2 separate regions of the Gossypium hirsutum genome follow, and region 2 is linked to region 1. Evidence: chromatin contacts called from public Hi-C data. All regions are on one chromosome and are shown on one strand. Each heading gives the region's core, a stretch centred on a gene start, on an enhancer-like site or on the middle of the called end of the contact. The rest is flanking DNA. Distances are from core to core; before and after follow the strand shown. Region 1 holds the start of LOC107909575. Region 2 holds the start of LOC107909570 (50S ribosomal protein L15, chloroplastic).

Region 1 (7,807 bases), core at 3,581-6,080:
AAGCAGAGACGACGTTGCAACAAGGCGATATGCCACGTCACGACTTGTTCTCTTATTTGGCAACCATGTTTTAGACAAGTAAGACTGCTTCTCCAAGTTGGACTCTTATTATTCCAGAGATATTTTAGTATGATTAGAAATGTAATATAAACTTATTTAAATGGGTCATTATATCCCTATTTTCATATGCTAATTAGCTAGGGCTTTTCTTGAAGGCGACAAGATGTAGTCGCCAATGAGTTTTGGTGGGAGTTTTATGGTAATTATGAAGAGTATTTTATATTCTTTTTGTGAGTGCTCTATGAGTTTTAATGTTTTGTTTACCGGTTTGCTCTTTGAGATTTTGAGCTTAGTATTCAGGGTTTGGGTTTATACGTTTAGTACATTTAGTTTATTTTCTCCGTTTTGTACTCTCGTTTGTTTACTCATTTAATGAAAAGTTGATACCTTATTTGCTCGTGATTTTTCCCTCTTTGAGGGTTTTCCACGTAAAATATTTATGTTTATTCCTCTTCACTTTTTACTATGTCATTGTTTATATAGGTCGAATCCCTTATGCCGTTAAGTTCAGTGCGTCATCTTCACTGGCTTAAATCTGATCATTGACCATTGATGATCTCCTTAGATGCAATCAAGAAGAAAAGAGGTGACAATCCGTTTCACTTTCTTGCTAGTTGGATGTTGTTAGAACCGTAAAACTTTGATATAAAACTTAACAAACTAAGATCTGTCATGTTAGGTCATAAAAAATAAATCAAGAACAAAACTGAATGCAAAAGTATACCTGAATCCATTGTTTTTCTCTTTATATAATTCTCTCTTATGGGGATAGAAAAGAAATATAAGATATATATCTATTTCTTGGGAATCACTACCTCATTTTAAAATAACTTATTATTAAATCAGTTTTGAGTATTTATAATTTGACCCATCATCAAATTATACAACTTATGGTATCTACATATTATTTCCATGAAACTTTAATACTTATGACACTTATAACGTAATTGGTCACTTAATTTTGTATCACACTTTATAATAACATTATACATTATACATATGTGACCATAATTGAGGATTTTAATCCAACAAATGTCTCATATGGGATGTCGGGGATTTATTCTTACTTAGTAGTTGAAGGAAGGTGATCTTATTAGCAAATTAGTGAGTTCAGTGACTCACTAAAGCAATGGAATAGGGATGTTTTCCGAAATATCTTTCGTCGAAAAAAAGGAAACAATGGTAAAATTAAAACGTCTTCAATGGAAACTTGATCGATGGGATTCTCAGTACTTACGCCAACAGGAATTGTTTCTTCAGAAGTAGTTGGAAGTGATTCTTGATCAATAAAAGGTCTTTTGGAAGCAAAAGTCGCAAAGGGAATGGCTTATAAATGGAGACCATAATACGAGGTACTTTATAGTCGTACGATGGCCAGAAAACGTATAAACCAAATTGAAGGACTTTGTTTGGAGGATGGTAACTGATGTTATGAAGATGAATCTCTAAAGAGAATTGTTGTTGACTTATTTTCACAACTATATGTGGTGGAGAATCCTTCCCTAGAGACTTTCCCGTTGTGTGGTCTCTTTCGATGGGTTGATGAAGAGGACAATTTGGGTCTCGTGACTACTGTCAACTTGGAGGAAGTTCAAAGTGCCCTTTTCAACATGGCGCCTCTCAAGGCTTCGGGTATTGATGGATTTCATGCGATATTCTATCAAATTAATTGTATTCAAAGTCGAATAATTATGCATTCAAGTTGTTGCAGTTTAAAGATGAATTGATTTAATTTTAATAATTTATTGTTAAACTTTTGAATTATTAAATTATAAATCATTTAAAATTTGTCTAAGATGAAATCGAATTATTTACGAGAGTTATATCAAATTTGATCTAAGATAAATCAAACAAAATTGTTTAGTTCAGATGAAATTTATCTTGCATACGGAATATATATATATATATATATATATATATATATTGATGTTCAGGTGCATGTGCAGCGTGTAGGAGAGGAAAAAAAAGCGAAAGCCCCAGCCATTCCCAGTACTTACTTGCTATGATGTTTGCTTGCCAAAAGCAGAAGGAAGATCAGATTAAAGGACGGAGGAAATATCTTCTGATTTCGAATCAACCATCTTTCACATTTTTCTCCCCGACACTTGTTGAGTAGAAAATAAAATACAAAGTTTATTATAACAAAAACTTATATATATATATAATAGTTTAAACAAATAAAATGCAATCATCGTTAATCACGTCGAGATAGGATAAAACTGTAAGTTGCAAGCTTGGTGCCACTTTTTAGAAAGAACTGACAAGAAGCAATTGGGTAGCAGCACTCTCAAGCACCCACCTTGCACCCATATTCGCGTCACCCCTAAGCAGACATCACCACATGTATGATGCATGTTGTTTTTATGGATCCCAATTAAACCGAAAGGAAGATAATGAAACTCAAAACAAACAAAACAGAACCCAAAATGATTTATACACATTTTGATGTCTACTGAAATTTAGCTCAATTACCAACTTGAATTTGTACACATTTCTCTCCATAAGCCGCTCATCAAAACTTCAACGACCCATAAAAACCAAAACTAGTAGGAAAAGATGATTTCCCACAAAGATTAATTCCCATCATCTGCAGCTCGTAGCGTCTTACGCTACACCTAAGCCTTATTTTTGTTGACCAAGAAAACTCCTGTACTTACAAGACACCATCATTTACATAGAGATCAGGAACCCTACCAAACATATTTACACAATGACAAAGGGCTCCTGTCATTTTTTGCTACTCTATTTTAAACGTGATATATATTTAAGCACCTTTTTTAGGCTTATCTATTTACTGTTTTCAGGATTGCAATGGGGTCTACGCCAGTGCAGAGATGCTACAATTCTGACGATCCCTGTCGAGGCAATCAAACCCCTCCACTCTCACCGCTGGTTTGCTACCAAAATTCGCCCTAACATAGCTTCCTTTCCTCGATGACGACGAGGGAGAAGATGAGTACAAGCCCGATGAAGGTGGCACCGATGACATAATCTTCTGCTCCCCAAATCGAGCATCCTGTATTAACGGGTTAGATACTCTGCTCGGCGGCGACCCACAAAAAAATGGGGGCGACAACGCTACTTGTGTACAACCTTGTTCCACTCCACATCCACCCTGTTCAGTTTCAAAACCAATAATCATATCATATACCTTTTTAACTTAAAAAATGGGACACATGCTCTAACTTCTAAATTTTAAGTTTTTAATCTCACAAAATTTAAAAATTCCACCATGAATAAAATAATAATCCTTTTTTTTTTAAATATGAAACAACATACTAAAACAAGTAACTTAATGAACCCAAATTCTATTTTTCTATATACTCAATTCCACAATAGTTTTTCTCGTACACGAAACAAGGGTTAAATTTTTAAAAGAACCCCAATGGGTGTTGCACCGAAATGCCGCATTGTTTATGGGACCAAAAATAGGTTTTCTTATTTTATAATTTATAGAATAATTTATTGTGCCTTAAAACAAAACCATTTAGAAATAGCAACTTGTAAATATGTTTTAATTCTTTTTAAAAAATAAATAAATTATGAGAACAAAGTATACCTTTGTAAGAATAAAATCCAAAGCATCACTCTCCTCTTTTGAATCACAAAGCTCCACTTGATGGCTGAAAAACGTAGAACAAACTGCTATTTCTTAGATCTATTTATTAAAAAACAAATAGAAGGGAGAGAGATAATCGAAGGGCATAAAAAGAATAGAAAATTACCTGAGTTGCCATCTCAGGGACCTAACAGGGTGGTCGTTGAAGGGGGTGTTTAAAAGACCCAAACGACGTGGTTTCGGGCAGACCATGGTCTCTTTCCGATCCGTAACCGAAACCGAAATGGAGCTCCGCATCTCGTCAGAGCAGCTTCCAATTTCGCTTTGTTGGATCCCACACTGCATCTTTTTTCCTCTGGCGCTTTTCTTTTTCTTTCCTAATATTAACAATTAATTCCCCTATTTAACATAAACAGATGCTTAATTAAACAGTCTTGAAATATAAAGCAAAAATTACTGTATTGAAATTCCACAACTATTTTAGAAAAGTTCTAAAGCAACAGATCTACTCAAAACAAAAATTAAATAGATCTGGTTTAAATAAAAGGTGATTTTTTTTATAAAAAAAGTGCGTATTTGATTTCCTTACAGATCTACCAAGCTTAGACCAGTAATGTAAAAAAGAAAAAAAATTAAGCTCTAATTTTCTAAAATTAGATTTAGCTAAGGATATGGTTCAGATCGAGGAAGAAATAAAGGAAATCTAAACAAAGGCGCTGTTTGAAGAGCTGAAAAATGGTGAAATTTAAAAAAAAAAAAAGAGCCGTCGCTTCTAAAGAAAACAAAATCTGAGGCGAAGAGAAGAGCTGATAGAAAGAAAGCAAGCATGAAAGATAGAAAGAAAGAAAGAGAGGAGAGTAATACCTTAACTTTAAACTGTACAGGTAATTTGAGAAACACTTGGGAGTAGGAGGTAAATATAAACCGAGCACCATAGAAAAAAAATTATGAAAATGAAAAAAAAGAAAAGAAAAAAGAAATGGAGTCGAGAAAATAGGCGAGAGAAGAAAGGAGGATGGTAAAGGAGAGGTCCAGTGTGATTTATTGGAGAGAGAGAGAAGGGGGAAGGTATGGGGAAGAGACAAGAGAATCACAAAAAAATTGAAGAAATATAATAAAAAGGAAAGTCGTATTGCAATTGGGCAACATCACAGTTTTTTTCTTTTTTCTTTTTTCGTTGGCAACATCACAGCTATGAATAGAAAGAGAGAGAATATAAACATATATTTATTAGATTATATGGGTTATAACTTGGTAATACAATTATGGAGGAGTTTTTACTAAATTAGCTGAATAAGCTCTTCTTTTTTTTTTTTAATTTGAATTTTAAATCGTTTTAAAATTTAATTAGGAAAATAAATCATTTTTAGGAAATAGAAAGTGAAAGCGAGTCCCCCTAAGATTGTAAGAAAGCTTGTCAACTTGAGGCATTTTTTTTTAACGGTAAAATGTAATGACTTTTTTACTGTTGCTTTGCTAAACGGTAAAAGAATTTAAAATCTCAATGGTAATTTTTTTAACCTATAAATACCCCCAAATTTTATTTTTTTCATTCACATCCTTCTCTCAAACTCTCTCAACTCTATTAAGCTTTTTATTCAATATTTATTTATATTTTTATTTAAAAATATTATTTTTAAAATTATACCATATTTTATTTGTCGAAACCCCTTTTTTGGATGTCGACTTTTTATTTTAAAACGAAAATGGATTCGCCACCAATCCTTTTTATTTAGGTGTGATTGGATCACCTCAAAACTTGGTTATAAAATGTTAGATTTATTAAAAAGATAATTTTTTGTCTAAAAATTTCAAGAAATGGGTTCAGAAGTCGGTTACGTATGAGGAAGGGTTAGCACACTTATAACGCCCAAAATTCGTACCTAGTTGATTACTTAATGTCTTGATGTCGAAAATTAAAAATTCAAAAAGAATTTATAATACGATCACTCTTTGCATGATGTTACTTGATTAAAATATCGCTAATTAAATTAAACTTTGTGGAAAAAAAAGCTTTATTTTGAGTTAATCGAAAAGAAAAGATCACGCCCCGTAAGTTAGGACACAATATCTCGAATCCTCGACAACAAGAATAATCGTCATTTGATTATTACTTGAATCCTATGTTTGTCCATTTTAGATAAGATATTCAATTACTTAGGTTTAAGGAGAAAATCATACTTTGTAAGTTGGGAGCACAACCTCTCGAATTTCTCAAATAAAGAATATTGTCTCGGTTTTAAATTATTTCTTATGCGTTTGTGCAAAAAAAAAAGATGAACATATGTAGCAATATTGACAAGACACGATGATGACAAAATTATGACATTGACAAAATAAACAACATAAATAATAAAATGAAATGACAATAATATAATAAGTAAAAAAATAATGAAATAAATAAGAAAATATTCGATTAATAATATTTATAATAATAATACTACTAGTGAAATAATATAAAAATGTATGATAATAATATAGTTACATTCATATAATATTGATTCTTTGAGCGAATTTTAACAAAATTAATATTAATTAACAACCATGATTACTTAATAATATTAATAATATCAATAATTAAAAATAAAATACCAAAATAAAATAACCAAGAAATCCAACGGCAAAAAATAAAAAAAGTAAATACATGGACTTAATTAAATGAATAGGGGACTAAATTGAAATTGTGACAGAACCTTAAGTAAAAATTAAAGGGTTAAAATAAAGAAACAATAAAAGGCAAGGATCAAAAGGGTAAATAACCCAAACCCAGTACATGTCATTCCTCAAAGGGTTGATAATCTAGGGACTGGATTGAATATTTAATAAAATTTAAAGTGTAAAATTAAAAAAAATAAAGGGCCAAAATAAAATAAAATAAATAGGGGCCCAAAGGGTTATTTTCCCAACCCCATGTCATTCCCTTAAGCCGACAGTGGGTCAAAGGACCCATTGCAAAGAAATTAAAATTGTAGGGTAAAAAATAAAATAAAAAAGGCACAGGACGAAATTGGAAAAAAGGTGAAAGGAACAAAACTACAAATAGACCCTCCCATTGAAAACACGTAGATTCTAGATGGATTCGGATCGGGTCACTAGGTCACGATTCAAAACGACACCGTTTTGGGAATTTTAAGCTACACTCCAAAATGACGTCGTATGGTCCTCTTATATAAGTTTTTAAAAAAAAACTATAAACAATTCACTTTCCCTCTATGTTTTAAAAAAAATTCTTATTTTTTCTTTTTTCTCTCAAAAAAGCCTTCCCCGTTCTGATCCCAAGGGCCGCCGCGACCACTGGTCATCGGCGATGACGAATGTCGCTTTCGGTGGCCGAAAAAAATACCCAAAACGCTCCCTTTTGACTCCTTTTCTCACATGGGATGTTGATCTGGGTTTTTTAACCCGAAAAACTCAGTTCAACCTTGACAAAAGGGGTAGAAACGTTTCAGTTTCCTTTTTTCCGGTGAGGTAAGTTTTCTTTAAATCTTGTTTCTATTTTTTTTATGTTCTTTACGAAAAGAAAACAAAAAGAGATAAAAATCAAAATAAAAGATAAAAAAAACCACCTTTGTAACTTGTTCTTTTTTATTTCTCTGTTGAATTTCCTTTTTTCTTTGTTACATGTGATGGCTGTGGATTTTATAGCCAAACTATAATATTTATTTTTTATTTCTTTTCTATTTCTCTGCTCTGTCTTCTGCTTTCTTTTTTGTAGGTATTTCACGATAGTGGCAAAGGCTTTTCGGTCAACCATGGTGGGAAGATGTGCCCTTAACCATTTTGGTGAAACAGCATAAGAACCAAACCTCGAGGCGTGGGCAACTCTGGGGAGCGTGCCTGCTGATGTGGCAAGAGCGACGGTAGCGCTGAAGCTTTTAGTTTTTAGGGTTTTTAAAATTTTTTAGGTTTTGGACTTGGGTTGGTGTATTTGGGCTTTAGGGTTTTTATTTATTTGTTTGGTTTATTTGTTTCAGTTGGGCTGGATAAAATTTGCATGTTACATTATTCATTCGAATCAATTTCTCAAAAAAAAAAACATCTCTAATCCACTTCGACAACAACCATATTTCCGCCACCTAATTAGCAATGGTAAGATGAAATTTAAAATTTTATTTTATTTAATTATGTTAAATATTTTCATGTTATAAATATTTTATGTTATAAATAGGCGAATAATCGTGTGCTGGA
Region 2 (7,807 bases), core at 1,478-3,977, 180 kb after region 1:
ACCCCACAAAATATCCCTATACAGAATCAAAACCTAAACAAACAAAATCTTATAGACCAAAGGAGCGCCTTGAACCTTTGCTTTGAATGTGGAGAGAAATTTCACCCTGGGCAGTGTTGCAAAACCAAACAGTCTAATTCATTGACTGTTAATGAGACTTTAACAGAAGAAATGGAAGCTAAGAATGACTCATTGGAGGAACAAGAAGTGAAGAGATTAAGGAACAAAAATACAATGAGAAGGAGCAGGAGATCTCTATGAATGCTTTGACTGGCAACACAGGGCATAACCTACTTAGAGTTCAAGGCAGCATCAAAGGTAAACCAGTGAGTATTTTGGTGGTCTGTGGGAGCACTCATAGCTTTGTGACTCCCAAATGGGCTAAGGAAGGTGTAGAGGTTCAATAAAGCAAGCCTTTATCACTTACAGTTGCTAATGGAAAGATATTATACAGTCTAGCTAAATGTAAGCAACTACAATGGAGTATGCAAGGACACCACTTTCAATATGATATGAGAGTCTTACCTCTGGGAGGGAGTGACATGGTGCTTCGAGTAGATTGGATGAGGACATACAGACCACTCATGTTTGATTTCAAAACCATGACTCTCTCTTTTCAAAAAGATGGTCAGCAAATCACTCTTAAGGGGACAACAAGAGGGCCAACTGAAAATTATTCTGGATAGCAAGCTACAAAAGTTGGTGGAAAAAGACCCCAAGGTACTTGGACAACCTTACTTGCTTAGTAGTGACTATCTAGAAATAAGCACTTCACCTCAGCTACGGCCACTATTGGATTCTTTTGCTGATGTCTTTGAAGAGCCAAAAGGCTTATCCCCTCCAAGGGCACAAGACCACAGTATTCCACTCAAACTGATCAATCTGCCAATCATCACATGATCTCACCACCAATGGTAACTCTTAAACTACTTCCCACATATGAAATAGAAGCATATTGTTTGCTTGGAATTCGTCATTGTTTCAAAGTGACAGACTTTTTCTCTCTCAACTCTTTTATTTTTGTTGCTTACTAACTTGATTTTCAAAACCAAGTATTTTGCAAATACTCTTGCTTTTCTAAAAAACATACTAATTTGTTTTAGAACAAAGTCCATCCTCCTCTTGTTTGATCAATATACTTGAGCTAACTCATTTAAACAAATAGATGAGTTTTCATCTAAACCTTTTATATCTGGGAAAATGAAGGGGTACACTGTGAGTCACTATTTACTTCAAAATGAATCTTGTCACTATAAGCGGTTCTATGCAAACTTGGGTAGGAATAACCCTAAAGCAATATTTCACAGTGAAACTGTTAACCATAATAAAAGGCTTCATTTTTATCTTAAATAATTAGTTCCATTTAGCATATTAAGTTCTCTTATGTTCTTCAAATTCTCAAGTGAGGCAATAATGGCAATCATTACCTTGCTATTTACTAGATTCATTCAATTTGATCTCAAAATATTTTACAAGATGGTTAGGCTTTTGTAACACAAATGCAAATGTGAACAAAGCTTTTGGGGCCTTAAGACTAACCATATGACAAACAAGAGCTCCATAGTAACGGATACTACAACTAAGCTTCAAAATAAATTCACAAAAGAAGAAAAAAGAAAATCCTAACAATATGAGCAAGGAAAATCCTTCAACCTCCTCTAAAGCATTATCAGCATCAGAATCTCTACCTTGTAAAATCATCCTCTGATTTTCTCCTTCAACACAATGGATAATTTTGGTAGCTTGGGAGGGGCACTACTATGGGTAAGCGAAGTTTTAATAAAATACTAGAGGTGTTGATAAATTTCAGTAAAACTGGTTTAGTATTTCAGCTATTCAGTTACATTGGGAATATCTTCTATAAACACTTGACATGCGCACATTTATATATTTATATTTTCTCCCTAAGACAAGCCTTTTATACTCCCTACCATAAATGGGATGAAGAAAATGATTTTACTTATAAACACCCCAGCACCAGCTCCATTATCCCAGGAATTCTAACCCAGAAACCATAATTCCATAATAAAGCATTTGAAGTAAAAATAAATAAATAAAGATTACCTCCGGCAATTCCTCTCAATTTGGGGATACGCCTATAGAGTGGCATTTGGCCACCCTCAAATCCCTTTCTAACACCTGGGCCAGAACGTGATTTCTGACCCCTCATTCCAAACCCACAGCTCCCACCTTGTCCAGCCGATATTCCTCTCCCCTTTCTCTTCCCTTTCTTTCTTGACCCAGGCTGAGGTCCCAGGTTGTCCAACCGAAACCTCACATTAGAAGCTGTAACCGACACTTGGGTTGTTGCTGCTTGGTTCACAACCACTAAAGACCGTGTCCCCTTTTGTGCCTCTACCCCTTGCTGCTTGGTCCTGATACGAATAATGTGAAAAGGGTTTGGTTGTAAATTCCTCAGATTTCCCTGCAACAAATAGGGGCGGAGGGGGAATTCAAGTAAGCAATCCGATGTGGAACATAAAATAAAAGAGAGAGGGAAAGAAGAAGAACCTTGAAAGTGGAACGAAGAGAGGGTAAAGTTGTGATGGGAGGATTTGGAGAGAGTGAGAGCATGGCTGCCATTGCAGTGAAGATGTTGAAGATGAAATGTAGAAATCTATGTCATGTATGATTTTAATGCTCAAATGCTTCACACTGTGATGTTTGGGGAAACGGATAAGATGTGTGTAATCTTTACTGGAGGAGAGGGAATTTTTTTTAGTTTTTAAGGACAGTTTTGTAAATCTATGTTTTAATCCAAACACAGCCGCCCCTACTGCCTTCATGGGCTGGGTGTGATTTGGATGGACTTGGGCTAAATTTTTCAGCCTGATCCAACTCATTTTATTATTTAAAAATAATTATTCTCAAGTCATATTCGAGGTCAACCTAACTTTGGAGCCTAATATTCACATAAGGGTTAGTGTGAGTGTGTTGGCTACTATCCTTAAGCAATGGAAAATTATATATATTTGTTATAGTGGGAATATGAATGGGAATAGTTATATGTGTTTGTCTATTTAGTTTATTTATTTTATTATGTTTTTTAAGATTGGTGTTAAAATCTTTCAACATCATAATTTAAGTATGCTCAATTGCATTTCCATCTAATTCACCCATCTTCTTAATCAATTTTTAAAAAATTTAATCAAGGCTTGAAGCTTAAGCAGCCGTAGTTGAAGGATTTCATCCAATTCGCTCTTCAAATCCATCCAATTTGCTTTACAATTCCAAATCCATTGTGTCTTGTTTCTTCTCCAATTTTGTTTCATGTTCTGGAAATTGGCACTCCAAGGTAGCATCAAAATTGACCCCTTCAAGGATTCCAATTTCTTTTTTTTTTCCAATCCGACTTCTAATTCTGAAATCCAGGAGAAACCACAAGCTTTAATCAAGGGTAGCCTTTTTGGTTTTAATGATTTGGTTCATTCCTTGGAGTCTGATTTTGGATTCCGAGTTCTGCATACGCATTGATAACTTTCACAATTTTTAAATGAGTCTAATCTTTTTTTTTTAAAATTTCAAAAGGTTTTAGCAAGTTTATATCATTTTAGTTTTTTTTACAATATCGGGTTATTTATATTATTATTTTGAAATTAAAAGTATAAAATTTTAAAATATATAAATTAATAAAAATATAAATCTTTATATTTCTTTATGATTTTATAATTTTTTAGTTATTTTCCTTTTTTATATTTTTTATTTTTATAAATTTATAAATTGTATTATAAAATTTTAAAAATATTATAGGCTTTCTATATATTTTTAATAGTATATTTTTTTTATATTTTCATTGATTTAAAAAATTATATATTTTCTAAAACAACAATAATCTAAAAACTGAAATTTTATAAAATAAAATAAAATTACTTAAAACACATCTGGATGTGAAAAAAAATTATATTTTTTATTAATTTATATATTTTAAATTTTTTAAAAAAAATTAATTATGTTTGCCACGTAACATATTAAGAAGTTGTCATATATCATCTTCGGATTAACTATTAGTATCAAGTTAGTACAAACTAACAGTTTTAGGGTGAAAGTACAAACCTAATTGACGGAATATAAATCCAAACATCAACTAAGTTTTCAAAAAAAATAAAACAGCTACCAACTAACTACAAATGGTAAAATTTAAAACACAAAATATATATTAACCTTAACCTTAAACTTAATAGTAATTCAAAATCTTTATTCTTTAATTTTAAATTTCTTCGGTGATCAGATATTTTAATATCCTTCAAATATGATACGTTATTCTTTATTTTTATTTTTTTTAAACGCCATCATATAACAAATTTCCTATACTAGCAGCGAAGTAGATCGAAGAAAACAGATCTTGTCTTCCTATATAGGTAGCGAAGTAGATCAAAGATAGCAGATCTTATCTTCCTATATTGGTAGCGAAGTAGATTGAAGAAAATAGATCTTGTCTTCCTGTATTGGCAGCGAAGTAGATCAAAGATAGCAGATCTTGTCTTCCTATATTGGTAGCGAAGTAGATCGAAGATAGCAGATCTCGTCTTCCTGTACTGGCAGCGAAGTAGATCGAAGATAACAGATCTTGTCTTCCTATATTGGTAGCGAAGTAGATCGAAGATAGCAGATCTCGTCTTCCTGTACTGGCAACGAAGTAGATCGAAGATAGCAGATTTGGTCTTCCTGTACTGGCAGCGAAGTAGATCGAAGATAGCAGATCTTGTCTTCCTGTACTGGCAGCGAAGTAGATCGAAGATAGTAGATCTTGTCTTCCTGTATTAGCAGCGAAGTAGATCGAAGGTAGCAGATCTTGTCTTCCTATATTGGCAGCGAAGTAGATCGAAGGTAGCAGATTTTGTCTTCCTATATTGGTAGCGAAGTAGATCGAAGATAACAGATCTTGTCTTCCTGTATTGGCAGCGAAGTAGATCAAAGATAACGGATCTCATCTTCTTGTATTGATAGCGAAGTAGATCGAAAACAACAGATCTTATTTTCCTGTATTGGCAGCAAAGTAGATCGAAGACAGAAGTAACCAATCCTATCTCTCTGAAGTTGCAGTGGAGCGGGTTAAAACCACAGATCTTATCTCTCTAAAATTGAAGTAGAGCAAATCGCATCCAGTCTCATCTCCCCGAGGTTGCAATAGAGCAGATTGAATAAGCCAATCTTATCTCCCTGAGGTTGCAGTGGAACAGATTGAAGAAACCAATCCTATCTCCCTGAAGTTGCAGTGGAGTGGATCAGAATGATGGATCTCATATCTCTAAAGTTGTAGTAGAGCAGATCGCATCAGACTTATTTTTAAAGTTACAGTGGAACAAGTTGAAGCTACAAGCCTTATCTTCCTGAAGTTGCAATGGAGCAGACTAAAGATAGCAAATTTTGTTCTTTTAAGAAGCTACAAGGCACAAATCCTATCTCCCTGACGTTGCAGTGGAGTGGATCGAAGCATCAATTCCTATACCTCTGAAGAGGCAGTGGACTGGAATAAGCTACTTGAAGAAGACGAGCACTCAAAGAAGTCAGAGCCTAGCAAGACCGAGCAAAATTGGCCTTTTTATAGTCTTTGCTCCATTCTCGTTACACGACAATGAGTAAAGAGGGGCAGCTGTAATAGGCCAATTTAGCCTGGGCTTACAAAAAAATAATAAACCCAAAATAATAAAACAAAGTCCAAGTCCAGTACAAAATTATATAATTTGGCCCGATCGGAATGACCCACTACTTGAAAAGGTTGAAGGTCCATCTACAAGCTTATGGAAACATAATCTTCAAGGATATGCAATCTTAGATATGATATATGCAATCTTAGATATGATATGCAATCTCAGAAGATGTGATTTTGTAATCTTAGAGATTTAATTTGTAGACCCTTTAATCTTAGTCGTTGATGTAATTGATCTGTACCGTTGGATTTGGGGAGGCTCAACTATAAATAGAGGCCTCTCCCTTCATTGTAAAACACAGGAGTTGGGAGTAATAATAATTCTTAAGAGTATTCACTCAAATTTCTCTCTCTCTTGCGTTCTTATTTTCTGTGGTTTGTTCTTATTTTGTTGATCTGTGTATAATTTATTTATTGATTTGTATATTGTTGATTTCAAATCTCTTTTTCCCTTATTATTCATTTTCAAATTCATTATTTTCAAATTTGTTTACATTTTATTTTGCCTTATATTTTTTTATACTCTTTGTTTTAAATTCATTGGTCTTCGATTATTGATGCTATCTAATCCTCTATTTGTTATTTTAGTTTTTTATTATTAAATTAATTATTTTAATATTATTAAGACTATTATGTGGCATAATTAATCTTGTATCATTATTATTTACTTTTTATGCCTTTAAATTTCAAATTTTTTGTTATATATGCATGTATACATACATACTTTTTGTAATATATACATATACATACACATTTTTTAATTTTTATAAATATATATATACATACTTTTATATATTTTTTATGTTTCATAATTTTATATACATACTTATATATATTTTATATTAAAATATTTATAATATTTTTTATTTTTTTATAATTCACATACATATATATTTTTCTTATATGTACATATATATATTTTTATATTTTATAATTTTGTATCTATTTTCTTTATTATTATTATTGCTTTACTTGATATTTATTTATTTATTTATTTATTTATTCACATGACCATTATTATCATTATTATATTCTTTAAATGCTTCGGTTTTATTTGTTTATTTACTTGATATTGTGTATACATGATTGATTTGTTTTTTTATTTATCTTTTCATTATTATTATTATTATTATTATTATTATTTTCTTGATCATGCTATTTATATTTACATTATCACAATTGTTACTCCATTATATAATTTTTACCCAAATTTGTATAAAGAGAAAATTTTGAAAAATAAGGGCAATACTAGGTATTTGGAATCTTCGAAAGGATTGAGCCCTAACGTGTTGGGTTCCAACTCTTTCGTTGAACCTGAATAATCAAGAATGCTCTGTAATCAAAACATAAATAAAAAGCTCATCGAGAATTCAATACGTTGTGTCCTAACGCATTGGATGTGACACGTTGATTTCTCGAGATGAAGATTTTTCTAAAAAATAATAAAGGCAATATTCAAAGTTTAGAATATTGAGAAATTGTGCCCTAATGTATTGAACTGCGATTTCTTCATCAGACTTAAACAATTGAATATCTTTTAAATTTTATTGCACGAGTCTTTTGGACAAGTTCATTTTTGAGGAGGTGAAATATCATGCTCTAACTCATTGGGTGTGACATTTTCTCTCTCCGAAATGAGAGAGTCTTAATGGGTAACTTGTTTTATATAAGTTGTCACAAAGGATCGTATTTTAAATCTCTTCAAAATTTTCAATTCTCGACATTAAAACACTAATTAATCAACTAGGTACCAATTTTTGGGCGTTACTAGGGTGCTAATCCTTTCTCATACGTAACCGACTCCCGAACCTATTTTTTCTGAATTTCGCAGACCAAAAGCATTGTTTTAATAAATCTAAATCGTTTATTAAAAACAACCATTTTACGAGGTAACCCGATCACACTTCATCAAAAAAAGATTGGTGGCGACTCCAACATTCGTTTTCATTTTTCAAAACCTAAGTCGACCCCGTTTTATCAAAAAATGATTTCGACATCAAGCATTCACCCCGTTCTCTGGCAGATCCCGTCCTCTATCATCTTCTGCCACCGTCGCTATTGTTGAATTCAGAACTTCTCTTTCTAGGTATGCTGTCTTTTTCTGTTCAGACATTCCCTAGCCATCATGTGTGCAACTCCATTTCCTTTTCTTCATAT

The links. A called contact is a pair of places that touch in the nucleus more often than the background predicts.
Region 2: a Hi-C map of hypocotyl shows a contact between it and region 1, with 2.4 times the contacts expected there. The contact joins the promoter of LOC107909570 here to the promoter of LOC107909575 in region 1. A contact is called at or near these places in 4 of 34 Hi-C or Micro-C datasets (hypocotyl and leaf).

Annotation. Positions count from the first base shown.
Region 1 is chrD02:63,325,176-63,332,982 of Gossypium_hirsutum_v2.1, forward strand. It overlaps LOC107909575, which reads right to left and starts at 4,831. Exons shown (of 4, transcript XM_016837158.2): 1 at 4,484-4,831; 2 at 3,786-4,018; 3 at 3,620-3,683; 4 at 2,509-3,175. The coding sequence starts at 3,964. The coding sequence ends at 2,879.
Region 2 is chrD02:63,510,102-63,517,908 of Gossypium_hirsutum_v2.1, forward strand. It overlaps LOC107909570 (50S ribosomal protein L15, chloroplastic), which reads right to left and starts at 2,728. Exons shown (of 4, transcript XM_016837152.2): 1 at 2,512-2,728; 2 at 2,065-2,425. The coding sequence starts at 2,583.